2 separate regions of the Zea mays genome follow, and region 1 is linked to region 2. Evidence: chromatin contacts called from public Hi-C data. All regions are on one chromosome and are shown on one strand. The core of a region is the stretch at or near the end of the contact, and the rest is flanking DNA. Distances in the headings are between cores, read along the strand shown. Region 1 holds the start of LOC103654366 (cationic amino acid transporter 6, chloroplastic). Region 2 has its middle 62 kb from the start of LOC103654365.

Region 1 (6,704 bases), core at 1,451-3,950, 94 kb before region 2:
CTGGAGTTCTGGAGTCGGCCTTTATAGGCGCTATCTGCTCCCCCCCATGGCGTGGTGAGGTGAGTGCGATGGCGTGCGCCAGGCATGACTCTAGGAAGTCCTCGTGTCGAGAGGCGGGCTCAGGCTGGCGGCGCTCGTGTGGCGATGGAGGGTGGTTAGGTCAGAGAGGGCGCGAGGAGGAGAGTTGGGATGAAGGGGAGGAGGGATCGGCGGGATGAGAGACGCGGCGGGGTCGGAGCTGGCGCTTGCGCGGGGCCAGGGCGTCGGCGGTGGGATCGGAGTGGGGCAGTCAGGTGAGAGAGAGGCGTGGGGAGGAGGGATGGATCGGGGGAGCCGGTGCTCGCGCGAGGCGTGGGCGTCATCCGGTGTTGGTTGCTGCAGGGTTGCATCCGATGGACGATGAAAACAGAGTCATGGATGGACGGTTGAGATCATTGGAAGGAAGAACGAGAAAAGGTAGGCTACCCTTAGAGCCTTAATAAGTTGTATAGATTTAATAGAAACTTCACCATCTATAGCAGGCCTCACATGCTAATTTTAGTTGTTAACCAAAAAAACTTCTTAGACCTCGGCAAATCTAGTCCGTCCTGACTCAACCCGCATGCCTTGCTGGAGAGGGCATGAAGGTGAGCCGAAATAGATCCTAGACCGCATTTGGAGCCAACTGATTTGCAGAATCTGGACAGCGCACATGACCCAAGAAAATGCAAGTAAGGTTGATGATTGAGATTCTTTTCATGTAGAAAGCAAAATGTTAGGATCTCTAGTAGATAAAATTTATCTGATCATGTGAAACGAGGCCCAAAACTCTATGTGGGGTGTTACTGGCTATGGATTTAAGCTTGAACTAAACTAAGTTTTTTAAGACCCTAGCTTAGTACACAAAATGCTTCGGTCTAACTGTTATGCCCTTATATAACGGCCACTTGTTGGTCACTCTAACCCTGACGGCATCCGGCAGTCATTTAGTTGATAAAAGACAAAAAAAAAATGTGTTTTTAGAGAACTTGAGATCTTAATGTTTACATCCTCATGCGCGAGTGCTGCACATGAGACTACATAGATGACGATGTTCTTTTAACGACACATTTTCAAACCCTATATTATGTATTTGATACTTCAACGAAAAGGTTATTAAATGTAAATCTATAAATCTCATCGAGTAGACGTTGATTTTGTCTCAATTCAATATTTTTAATCATATTAAATCTTATTCGAGAACTTATACCAAATATTTGTTTTCATAGGCCAAAGCCCATTAATCTTGCAATAAATTTAGAATTAATATCAAATGCCCACTCTTCTTATGGTATGGTGGATTGTTCAGTACCCAACAGAGAGTAGAGGTGAAAGATAACCAGTAAGGCTGTCTTCAGTGGATCATGTAAAATAGGGTATACGAAATTGTAGATACCACTATTTGCATAATGAAGTTTTAAATATAGAATAAGATAAAAGATGAGATAGATGATATGATGGAGATGGCCTAAGAACGTTTGATAACTGTAATGTTTTATGGTCTTCATCATGGCTTCGTACTCAATACCATCGCTGACTACGAGGATGAGTTTCCCTCTATCGTTTTTGCGTTTGATATAGATTTAATCTATTATATAAGTATGGTGGTTTTCGCCACATAATATATCCCTAGTATATTTAGCAGTTACTTTAGTAATCAATTTAATGTTTAAAGTGCTCTCTAACATAAACTATCTTAAATGATAGAGAAATATATCAATAACTTTGACCATGGAATAAATTATCAAGATATACCTTTTTAGTGACATAAACGTATATATTATTCACTATAAAGTTGATTAAATTTATGACTATTTGACTTAGAATAAATATATTGAATTTGTTTTGGAACAGAGGTATTACGTTGGAGCTAGAATTGCATTTGCTTTGCGACAACCGTAGTACTCTATGTGTCTACAAGGATATAATTCTCTATTATCGATTAGTCCAATGACATTATTTTATTAATGATATATATATAACACTAAAATTTATAATATAATATAAGTACCATAAAATTAGTTATAAAATATATTTTTATATGAAACTTACTTGAAGAAATAAATATTGATACTATTAAAAGGAAACTTGGGTAAAGTTAAACTAATTTGGCTTGAGCAAATTTTATAGTTATATTATTTTATAGTCAGAGGGAATACCTTTAGATTGAGATTTGGATACCGTTGCCGCCATAGATATTTTATAAGGTTATGACAAGATCATGCATGTGGCTATGTAAAATACTATTTTACACGACAATAAAATTTAAAATAAGTACGGTGGTTGGAGACCTTAAGATTCTTGCGCGACATATAAAACGTTGCAGCTTAAATTTTGCAATGAGAAAACTAGATGTTTCAGCTTGGTTAGTTGGAAGCATGATCAACATTGCCGTTTAAAAAAATGCTTTCTTAAGGTCTCGTGAGAACTTAAACATTTTCCTTTTTTTCGCCCTGTTTTTAAAAGAGACCGTCCCAAATTAAAACAAGCGTGTTTTTGGCTACAGATATTGACAATTAGTAGTACAATGTGCACATATATTATTACAAATAAAAACTACTTATATGTAGATGGAGCCAATTACCAATATATGTTGAAATACATGCAGATCTGGTCTCCAATTGCTACTGTTTTATTTACCCGATGGGCTTTCCAGCGAGAGAGCCCCACGAGAAAATACTAGTAGCTAGCAGACCGCCGCGCCCCCCGCGCCTCTTTAAATACCGCGGCCTCCACCTCCACTCGACGACCACTCCCCGCACTCTCCACCCGTGAGCCGCTCCCCCTTCCGTCCCGGCCCTCCCGCTTCCCCGAATCCCGGAGAAACCGCCGCCATGGACAAGGCCGCGCTGGTGGCTGAGAACAGCACGGACGCCGGCGGGTCGTCGTCGTCGTTCTCGGGCCTGCGCGCGTACGGGCGCGCGCTGGCGCAGACGCCGCGGCGCCTGGCGCGGCGCGCGTGCGCCGCCACGGCGCCCCGCGAGGAGATGAGCCGCGTGCGCGCGCGGTCGGGCCCGCGCATGGCGCGCGCGCTGCGGTGGTGGGACCTGGTGGGGCTCGGGCTCGGCGGCATGGTGGGCGCCGGCGTGTTCGTGACCACGGGCCGCGCCGCCCGCATCTACGCGGGGCCCGGCCTCGTCGTGTCCTACGCCATTGCCGGCCTCTGCGCGCTGCTCTCCGCCTTCTGCTACACCGAGTTCGCCGTCGACATGCCCGTCGCCGGCGGCGCCTTCAGCTACCTCCGCGTCACCTTCGGTGAGTGACGACTCTCAGCTAGCGCTGCCGCCAGTCCCGCGCTGCGCAGCCAAGAGATCGATGGCGACCTTCGGCGACGTGTAGTGTACTCGCCGGAATTAAAAACCTTGGCTGGGCTTTGGCATTTCTGGGAGTTTGTATTATTATTATTATTATTATAGCCCCTCGATTTCCTGTCGGTTCGATCCTGTTCGTGCGATTCACGGCAGTGGAGACCGAGACTGACGACGTATAATGGACTGATCATACGTTAGTTGAGAAGGATGGGTTGTTTTTCTCATTGAATATCTGATGCTTATCTGCCAAGTGCATACGTGCCCTCTGCTTTCGGCTCATCAAGTTGCTAAATAAAAACTACTCCTATACTACTACAAGTATTCATGTGTATGAGTGAAGCCACCTTAAATTATGATTGAGCTGTCCCTGCTAATTATTTGGATGGATGCATGTCTCTTTTTTATTTATTTAGATAGAGAAAAAAAACTAGAGTGATTTTCTCTCTATGAAACTGTATACTACTGCTACTACACTATTCATAATAAATGCATTTTGCACATGGACAAACGCTTGTCTAGATACATAGCTAAAGATATACAGTAGTATCTGTTTTGCTATAGGTTTGGGAGTGTTCGATTATAATAGATATAGACACAGTTTCTGCTTCTTTCTTTTGAGAGTTTCTCTACAATTTATTATATAATCTAAAGAATCCCAGTTTTCTTCAGACCGATTTTTCGTCCCTTGAGATTTCAGAAACACCGGGATGAGCAACAGAGAGAGAGAGGGGAAAAAAGTTAGATCGTGACGCAACAGTTTTTATGAGTGACTCACTCAAACATCCATATCCAAAAAATAATGCTGGGTCCCTTTCAACAATCTGGAGAGAGAGAGCGGTTCTTCCCTTTGGTCCCGCAGCTGCGATCCCTCTCCTTCCTCGTGGGACCTGGGAAGCTCGTTTTCCACAACCACCATGCGAACTGTCCTGTGTCTGTGTGTGCTTTGGCTGCGTCCATGACCATGAATGAACCAGTGGCTGGTTGGTTGGCTGGCATGCAGGGGAATTCGCGGCATTCCTGACGGGGGCGAACCTGATCATGGAGTACGTCTTCTCCAACGCCGCCGTGGCGCGCAGCTTCACGGCGTACCTCGGCACGGCGGTGGGTGTGGACGCGCCCAGCAAGTGGAGGATTCCTGTGCCGGGCCTGCCCCAGGGGTTCAACCAGGTGGACCTCGTCGCCGTCGGCGTCATCCTCCTGCTCTCTGTCTGCATCTGCTACAGGTCCGTTGCTACTATTGACTGCTGCTGCTTGTATCGTCAGAGGTCAATGGCTGTGTCATTTCTTCGCTTAATATATTTGTTTTCTATGTCAAGGGAAAAAACCTATATTTTTAGTACGGAAAACGTTGTTTTGTCGTGTAGGTTGAGGTTTTGCCTACAAGTGTCATTCTACCTGTCTTTTCTCTTGGTTCTCAGTTTTGTCTGTTCTCCGCTTGCTGACACAGAACTTTTGGCCTCCGATTTTCAAATGTTTTATTAGTATCCAATATTATGGACAATTGATCAAAATTTTGTCTGTTTCTTTTTTTGTTTCTTACGTCCACTTCTTCATCGCCGCACTGGTGTAGGTGCGTCTGGTGGTTTCATTGCTTCCTCTGCTATAATCTGCAACCAGCTGTTGTGAGGTTGTTCAGAGCAAGTGGAACCAGTTCACATCTCCAGTTCTATCTGTTCTGGAAAATTTTAATACATTCTGTTATCAGAAAGGAAAGAATCTTGCCCATCATCCTTTCTGGCATGATGCAGTTTTTAATATAAAAAAGGAACTTTTGTGGTAAACTAAAACTGGTAATGCAGAGCAAGTTTATTATTTTTTCCAAAACCGAAAATTCGGCAAATAGTTTCGTCGTAGACGCCATTTCCAGATTTGCTGCTTGAGTGCTGACGAGACGATACGGATTCCGTTCCATGGGCGGGCGCACGCACGCACGCAGCACAAAGGAGAGCTCGGTGGTGAACCTGGTGCTGACGGGCGTGCACGTGGTGTTCATCCTCTTCATCATCGTCATGGGGTTCGCGCACGGCGACGCGCGCAACCTGAGCAGGCCCGCCGACCCGGCCCACAGCCCCGGCGGCTTCTTCCCGCACGGCGCCGCGGGCGTGTTCAACGGCGCGGCCGCGGTGTACCTGAGCTACATCGGCTACGACGCCGTGTCCACCATGGCCGAGGAGGTGGAGCGGCCTGACCGCGACATCCCCGCCGGCGTCTCCGGCTCCGTCGTCCTCGTCACCGTGCTCTACTGCCTCATGGCCACCTCCATGTCCATGCTCCTCCCGTACGACGCGGTACGTACGTCAGTCAGTCAGTCAGCATGCTTGCCGAGTGAAATGAAAGAGGACGCGAAGTCGGCAGCCATGTACAGTGACAGTGCCACTGCCACTGGCATTGTTTTCTATGACACTTTTGCGGATATTGGTCGTGCGATCTGGAATGAATCTATACTATACTCTGCTGTCCCAATCCCAATCGCAGAGGGGACGTCCTGCAACTTTCTGGGAGTGAAGAAGTCGGAGAGAGAGAGAGAGAAAAAGAAGCATCTTGGCACTTCACTCGTCTGCTTTCCACACAAGTGGGCATGGACATGGACTTGTGGCAGATTTTTCTCAACTGGTTCTGGATGTTGTTTTCCTGTCGTGCAGATCGACCCGGAGGCGCCGTTCTCGGGGGCGTTCAAGGGGCGGGACGGGATGGCGTGGGTGTCCAACGTCATCGGCGCCGGCGCGAGCCTCGGCATCCTCACGTCACTGATGGTGGCCATGCTGGGGCAGGCCCGGTACCTGTGCGTCATCGGCCGCTCCGGCGTCGTGCCCGCCTGGCTCGCCAGGGTCGACCCCCGCACCGCCACCCCCATCAACGCCTCCGCCTTCCTCGGTGCGTAGTACACGCCTCCTCCTTCGCTGCCTGTCGTGATCACCACCCGGCACCCGCTCTGATTCCCATCGACCAATTCGAAAAACGTTGACATGTGACCGTTAGTCTGTGCCTCGGGCGGGCTACTCGTGAGCAGAGGCGACAGCCGACAGCGGCGAGCCGCCGCGGGTCTCCCGGCCCGGCTCCCGTGACGAATCGAACAGGACACGGGTTTCTGGGTGACTGGTCGTCGCCGTCGTCGTCGTCTAAAATCTGACAAGATGGAAACGAACGAGTCAACGAATCACATGAATCGAGGCGCCCTGCTTTTGACGACCGCTGAGCGTTGACAATGTCCTTTGCAGGCCTGCTGACGGCGGCGCTGGCGCTGTTCACGGAGCTGGACGTGCTCCTGAACCTCGTCTCCATCGGCACGCTCTTCGTTTTCTACATGGTGGCCAACGCCGTCGTGTACCGCCGCTACGTGGGCGACCCGTGCCCCGGCTCCGGCCAGAAGAGGAG
Region 2 (6,751 bases), core at 352-2,851:
GAGATTGGAGAAGAGAGAGAACTCCGTCTCTCGCCTTCCACATCCCTCCTCCATTCCTCACCTCCTCCGTCACCTCGCTGCAAGTTGACGTGAAGGCGGCCGGGAGAGTGACGGGCAGCATGCAACAAGTCAACCACGTCCGTCTGGTTCTGGTCTGCCGCAGTATAGACTATAGAGTCATTCATTACTGGTGGACGTCAAGTCAAGATACGATGTGATGCGATGTGATCGATCGATTAGCTAGCCGGGTAGCCGCCCGGTGCATGCAATGGCCAATGGGGTGGGATCAGATTGTTGACAAAACCTTCTTGGCATGGAAGCTAGGCCCAATGTGGACTATTTGTCTGAAACTCTATCTTTTCTGTATAAATAGAGAGGATGTAACTTTAACTTTTGGACAGTAGCAAACCTACAGAAATAAAGCATCAACATCTCTCCAGACTCTCGTCTCCTTAAGTTCTATTGTTATTCAGTTAATGAGCCTTTCTACTGCGCCCGGTAGCAAAGAGTTATCGCGCACGTGGGTCTACTAAGTAGATCGAGCAAAAGGTGGTGAGAAAGGTACCTAACCTATGTATTTTGTGCATTGTGCATTGGAATATTAGCACTCTCTTATAAAGTTACATTCTCTATTTTATATTGAAGCATATAAATCATAGAGACATTTATATATCAAAACGGACATATCCCCTGGCAGATTTTATCGTCGACATGAAGCCGATGAGATGTACACGTACTTGTTGCTGACTTGAAGTCGCCGACACACATGACCATCAATCATGTGTGATGCACACTTTATTTTACTGCATCATCCAAAGAACATAAAAAAAACAAACAATAACAGTAGCACCGCTAGCGTAGGCGTTGTCGACGCACTAGCATGAAGTAGGCGCGCAGTCACTGCCTCCTCGCTGCTCCAGCGAGCGGGGGCTGCAACCTCGCTGTTCCCGCCCGTGGGCGCGCGAGCGAGCAATAGCAGCAGCCTCATCGTGCGGGCACATGGGTGCTCTGGTGACCTGCCGCTGCCTCGCCGCCCCTGCATGCGGGCGCGTAGCCGCCGCTGCCTTGCAGCCTTAGACTAGCTCCAACAAGGAGCTCTAAATGCTTCTGTACCCTAAATTTAGAGGATGAGGACGTCCTCTACCCCTCCAACAACGTCCTCTAAACGGTCCTCTAAATTTAGAGGACGCTGCTGGATCCTCTATGTATAGAGTTCCTCTAAACGGTTCTCTATCTATTTGAATACTTTAAACAACCGTTTTAGTAAAACTAAAATATGTACAATACATTTGAGAGTATGACAAACACGTATGTACAAAAATTTAAAAATAAAAATGTCTTTAATATAGGTATTTACATATAGGGGACGTGATTTAGAGGACGTTGTTGGAGAGAAAATAGATATAGGGGGTAGAATCTTTTAGAGAAGACTGTAAAGGACGGATATAGAGGATGTATATAGAGGACGTTGCTGGAGACAGTCTTAGCGTGACGGCACGCTGGGCGCAGCCACCCAAGCCGCACGCGGGTGTGCGACCACTGGGCAGCAGCACCACAGCGCGCAGGCGCAGTCGCCGCCTCGACGCTGCCCAGCAGTGGCGTGCGGGTGTTGATCCCTCGCGCACAGGTACACGGGTACCACTGCCTCGCCTCTGCCCAACACAGGCACACGAGCGCGGCTCCTCGCACGCTCAGGCACGTGGGCGTAGCCGCCTCTCAGCCTATGCCATCAAACAAAAAAACATTACACGACGGTTCAGTTACCGTCTTTTTTACATTTTAGCCTTTTTTAAGTTTTATTTTTATAAATACGCGTTTTTAAGTTTCATTTCAAAAAATAGACCCTCACCTCGGCGCCATCACTATTGGCGCCAAGCTACAACATGTCGGCGCCAATTAGTTTGGCGTGTACATTTAAGAGCTGACGCCTACGTGGATCTGATGTGGCAGCATCTCGGCGCCGTGGATCTCGGCGCCAAGGTCAACGCCATGGATCTCGGCGCCGACCTCAATGTATATAAATATACCACTCCGGTCGTCGGTTTTTTTATTTTTGGATGATATCAGTCATTTTATCAATGATTCTTCTTCATACTTAGTTTATTTGGTTTATGAATTTGTGTTCTGTTGTTGGTGACCTAAATTGTAACATGATAGTTGATGATCTTATACCTGTTAAAATTTACAACTTAGCATTTGATTTACATCAGGTCAGCCTACTCGTGAGACCACAAATTTAGCTAGACTGGTCCTGCAAGGATGAGTGTAAATAACTTAGCTCAAACGTGCAATTCGTTATCCATTGATCTAAAAACATCCTTTTATAATAAACAAGGGAATCATGCACCAATTAAGTAACGGACTGCAATAGCCCTGCAACTAAAAGTGAACACAGAAACATAAATAGTTTAACCAAGCTCATAATTCCTTGCATGCCATGCTGTTGTAGGAACACCAAGATGTATATTGTGGCTTGATATGACTGAAGATGGGATAGTGGTTTGGTGCCTGACATTAACTGCTAATCACAGCATAATATGACACCTAAGAAATATGACGTGCATCTCCCGCGACAAGACGTTTGGCGCTCACAAAAACACTTCAACCACTTTGAAGGAGATATCTCCGTGGCTGACCTGATGTAAATCAAATACTAAGTTGTAAATTTTAACAGGTATAAGATCATCAAATATCCAAGTTACAATTTAGGTCACCAACAACAGAACACAAATTCATAAACCAAATAAACTAAGTATGAAGAAGAATCATTGATAAAATGATTGCTATCATCCAAAAATCAAAAAACCGACGGTCGGAGAGGTATATTTATATACATGGAGGTCGACGCCGAGATCCACGGGGCCGAGGTGCTGCCACGTCAGATCCACATAGATGTCGTCTCTTATATGTACACGCCAAACTAATTGGCGCCCACACGTTGTAGCTCGACGCCAATAGTGATGGCGCCGATGTGAGGGTCCATTTTTTTTGAAATGAAACTGAAAAGGGCGTATTTGTGAAAATAAAACCCCAAAAGGACTAAAATGCAAAAAAGACGGGTTCAGTTACAGCGACCTACGGTTGGTTGCTAAAAGCGCCTTCAGCGATCTACGGTTGTCGCTAAAAACCTTTAGCGACCCATAAGGATGGTCGCGGTAAGTGTCATCGTTAAATGCTTTAACGACCAACATATTTTTAGCGATCGACCATATGTTGCTGATGTTGTATATTAGCTACCAATGGTGGGTTGTTGTATTGTAAATTTAGCAACCAACCGTAAGTCATCATACTATACATTTAGCAACCAACAAAAAATCGCTCTGTTTACAATTGTTATTAATAATAATATACAATTAATTATATATACAAAAGCATCACAAATCACAGATTTTTATACACATAATCACAAAGACATACACAATTAATCAGTATACCACAATCTTAGATCCATCATATAAACACAAAAGCACCACAATTAGATATTCACAAAAGCACCACCGTTATAATATCATTCACAACTAGATCATTTTACAGATAGCTAGCTAGATCATTCACAAAAGCTCTAGCGTTGATCAGTCACAAAAGCACCACATCGACATCACTCTAGCTTCAAGCAGTTCAAAAGCCCACAACTACACTAATACTTCACATCACTCTAGCTATAGTTCAAGAGCCCACAACTACATCACTCCAGCTGCTCCAAAGCTGATCAATCACAAAAGCACCATAGCTGCACTAATGTTTCAAGCAGTTCTAAAGCCTTCACACAACAACTCTAGCTTCTTATCTACCTCCGCTAGCTTTATCCTCCTATTTTAAGACACAAGCTTTCTTTGTCTAGAACTCTCTAGAAAAATAACAACAAATTAGTATATTGTTTCTACATTTGCAAATAAAAATACAATTTTGTTGTCTTATCTACCTCCACTAAATGGTAATGTTGTCTTATCTACCAACTTCAGCTAATGCAATCAAGGTTACTCATTAGTGAATGATAACTCATATAAATTTAAACATAAACAAGATAAGATATAGACTATTACTTTCTTGTACGACCATGCAACTGACATCATGTAAGCATCGACCATAGTTTCCACTTTGGCACAAGGACGAGGCAAAATTGTATCTTGTTTCAGCACATAAGTTACAATAACTTCACAATATTGCCTTCCAAGGGCCTGATCTCCAACTGTGGTGCTTAGTTTAATTGAAACAATTGTCCCTTTAGCTACAGGCATGTCAGATCTCAACATAGCATATAATATGACATCTTTTCCAACCTGCCGCAAATGATTAAGAATAATTTAGTTCAATGTTTTTAAGGTTTATGAAAATAAAGGTAGAAAATGTATGAAATGAACGAGATCATTACAAAATCATCATGTTTGGAGTGTGAAGCTTCAACAAAGTGCTTTATAGATATTGGTGAGTTTTCACCTTGTATTTGGTCAAATATTTGATCCTCCTCATCCAATTCCTTGTCTTCAGAAGCACAATATTCTTCATTGTCTTCCTCATCCTCATTAGCAGGCTTGTTCTTCGTCACCTTAAGAAACACAATTTCATAGCATAGCACAGGGAATATAGAAAATTAGGATAAAGCAGCATGAATGAAAATATTGAATACCTTATGTTGAAATGAAGTAGAGCCAAGATGTGACAAGGGCTCTTCACTTGCCCGGTCTAAAGCAACCTTCTCACTTTGAACCTTTGCTTGAGCAAGAATCTCCATTTGTCTTGTTGCAGTGTAAGACTTCAACCCTAGAGCACCAATATCTTGAGTCGGGCCTAAACCCAAAACACAAACATATCCTTTTGGCTCTTTCGTTCCACAAACAACAGAGAATGCATCACCCCCTTGAATTGATTGGTCCTTTAACTCTGGATATACTCCAATAACATCATTAAGTTGGTCCTATAGAGAATTAAAGATGATTCACATCATAAATGATTATTCAGACAGAAATGCATATTGTACTAAAAATAACAACAAAGTCTTACAATTATTGGTTTTTCATCTATCGGAACTCTATTTTTCCTCGTATGGGTTTGGATAAAGTTTTCATCTCTTTGTGAAGGTCGTCCTAGTTTCACAGCCTGTACACATACTTTGTTATTGCAGAAAAGGAAGAGCAAATACGTTGAATACATATTGTAGAGAAGGAAGAGCAAATAAAAGGCTTAAAAAAGCAGCAAAGCATGTATCATTTGTCACTGAAGGCCTGTTTGGATCACATGAATTGAAACCAATATCTAGAAAGTGCTTTCTATTTTATTATTAGATTACTTTCGAATTCCTCTCGATTCCTGGGAGCCAAACAGGGCCTGAGAATTTATGAAATAATGGCTCATACTGGCGGATAATAGTTGGTACATGCTGTTATTTATGTCATTTTACAATGTAAAGTTAGACGTAAGATCAATTAAATTGTCATACAGTACATTAACACTGAACTATATATAAATGAGGTAATGTAGTGAGATGTGCTGTAGAAAATATGTAGAGAAGTAAGCAGGAAAAAATATTGGGAAAAGGCTTACAACAGTCTTCAAATCTGTGTTAATCAATTTTGTTCATCATTCAATAGTAAACCATGGAAACGACGCATAAGACACATGTTCCTTTGACTAAGCGAAGTGGCCCATTTTGAGCTATTGAAGCGCTCTGCTGCACACCTCTCCAGGGTCCATCGAGCGCACTGCGCGCTGCTTCAGAGTTCAGACGCCTATCCAGACTCCAGTGTAGAGCGCTTGCTGGGCTAACTACAGAATGGGGTGCGGATCTAGATCATTCCTCAAGCACTCACAGATGCTCCTATCTAGGTACACACTCTGTTCTGAATTCTGATACTATTACTGGTAGTTGTAATTGTAAGCACAATTAACTGCTTGCATAATCTTGATGTTTAATTGTAAGCATTTTTACAGAATTGAGTCGAGAATGTGTCTTTGCAAGTTTCAGGGTGTCAGTTTTAGAAGTCCGATGATAGCTACAATGTTTCTGGTCTAAAGTTTAGTGAATAGTTAGTGCCATCATTCAACTAGAATATGGTAGTACTTGCCCCTTTATAGACTGGATCTGTATATTGATGGGTCTCAGTTCAGTTGAGTAGATGACAGTTAACAGTATGCTGAGGTTATCATTTGTTGGCAAGCGTACATTTCATATTTAACAGTATGATGACAGTTAACAGTATGATCTATTAGCAGGAGTTGAAGCAATTATCAGTCATCTGATTGTGAAAGGATTCAAAATCTCTGCTGGCCATGCTCCTGCAGTGCTACCCACTCAACCCATTAGTGTGCCCTAGATCTGCTGCTGAAGAAGTATATGTCGATGTGTACCCAGTGCACAACTTAGTTAAGTATTAATGGGCTTATTAATTTACAAGTGACATTTTTAACAATCACACTACCATTGCAAGGCTTATAGTAGAGTAGTGTTGTGCATTCAGTTTTTAGTTAGAACGTTTCCAGCCGCCCTTTTGCCTCTTTGATGAGTATATATATATATTGTCCTATGTCGAACTCATTACCTTTTTCTCCTATGTTTAACTTGATTGCTAATTACTTGTACATGTTTTTATTCATATGCACAATACCTTTCCAAAAGGGTGAATCGGCAGGACGCCTAAGCAAACCATTTTTACTCTGTGTTCATTATGCCACCTTGTGAGACTTGCAAATTTAGAAGAAACAAACAATTTTGGAGTCTTTTTTAATAGGGAAAGAACGAAGAATCTTTCTAGGA

The links. Hi-C and Micro-C count contacts between places; a contact is called where the count stands out from the background.
Region 1: a Hi-C map of tassel shows a contact between it and region 2, with 1.8 times the contacts expected there. The contact joins the promoter of LOC103654366 here to the enhancer-like site in region 2. A contact is called at or near these places in 6 of 25 Hi-C or Micro-C datasets (ear, endosperm, leaf and 2 more) and 1 of 3 datasets of contacts at active chromatin or transcription factors (leaf).

Annotation. Positions count from the first base shown.
Region 1 is chr4:195,683,211-195,689,914 of Zm-B73-REFERENCE-NAM-5.0, reverse strand. LOC103654366 (cationic amino acid transporter 6, chloroplastic) reads left to right here and starts at 2,700. Exons shown (of 4, transcript XM_020552784.3): 1 at 2,700-3,273; 2 at 4,330-4,552; 3 at 5,266-6,203; 4 at 6,548-6,704. The coding sequence starts at 2,853.
Region 2 is chr4:195,588,456-195,595,206 of Zm-B73-REFERENCE-NAM-5.0, reverse strand. No RefSeq gene overlaps it. Among protein-coding and RNA genes, the nearest start is that of LOC103654365, 62 kb to the right of the region's middle. Within about 2 kb of position 1,601, at least 10 of the 20 cell types and tissues checked have an H3K27ac peak or open chromatin away from gene starts, as enhancers often do. A contact at or near this core is called in ear and tassel, where this site is marked.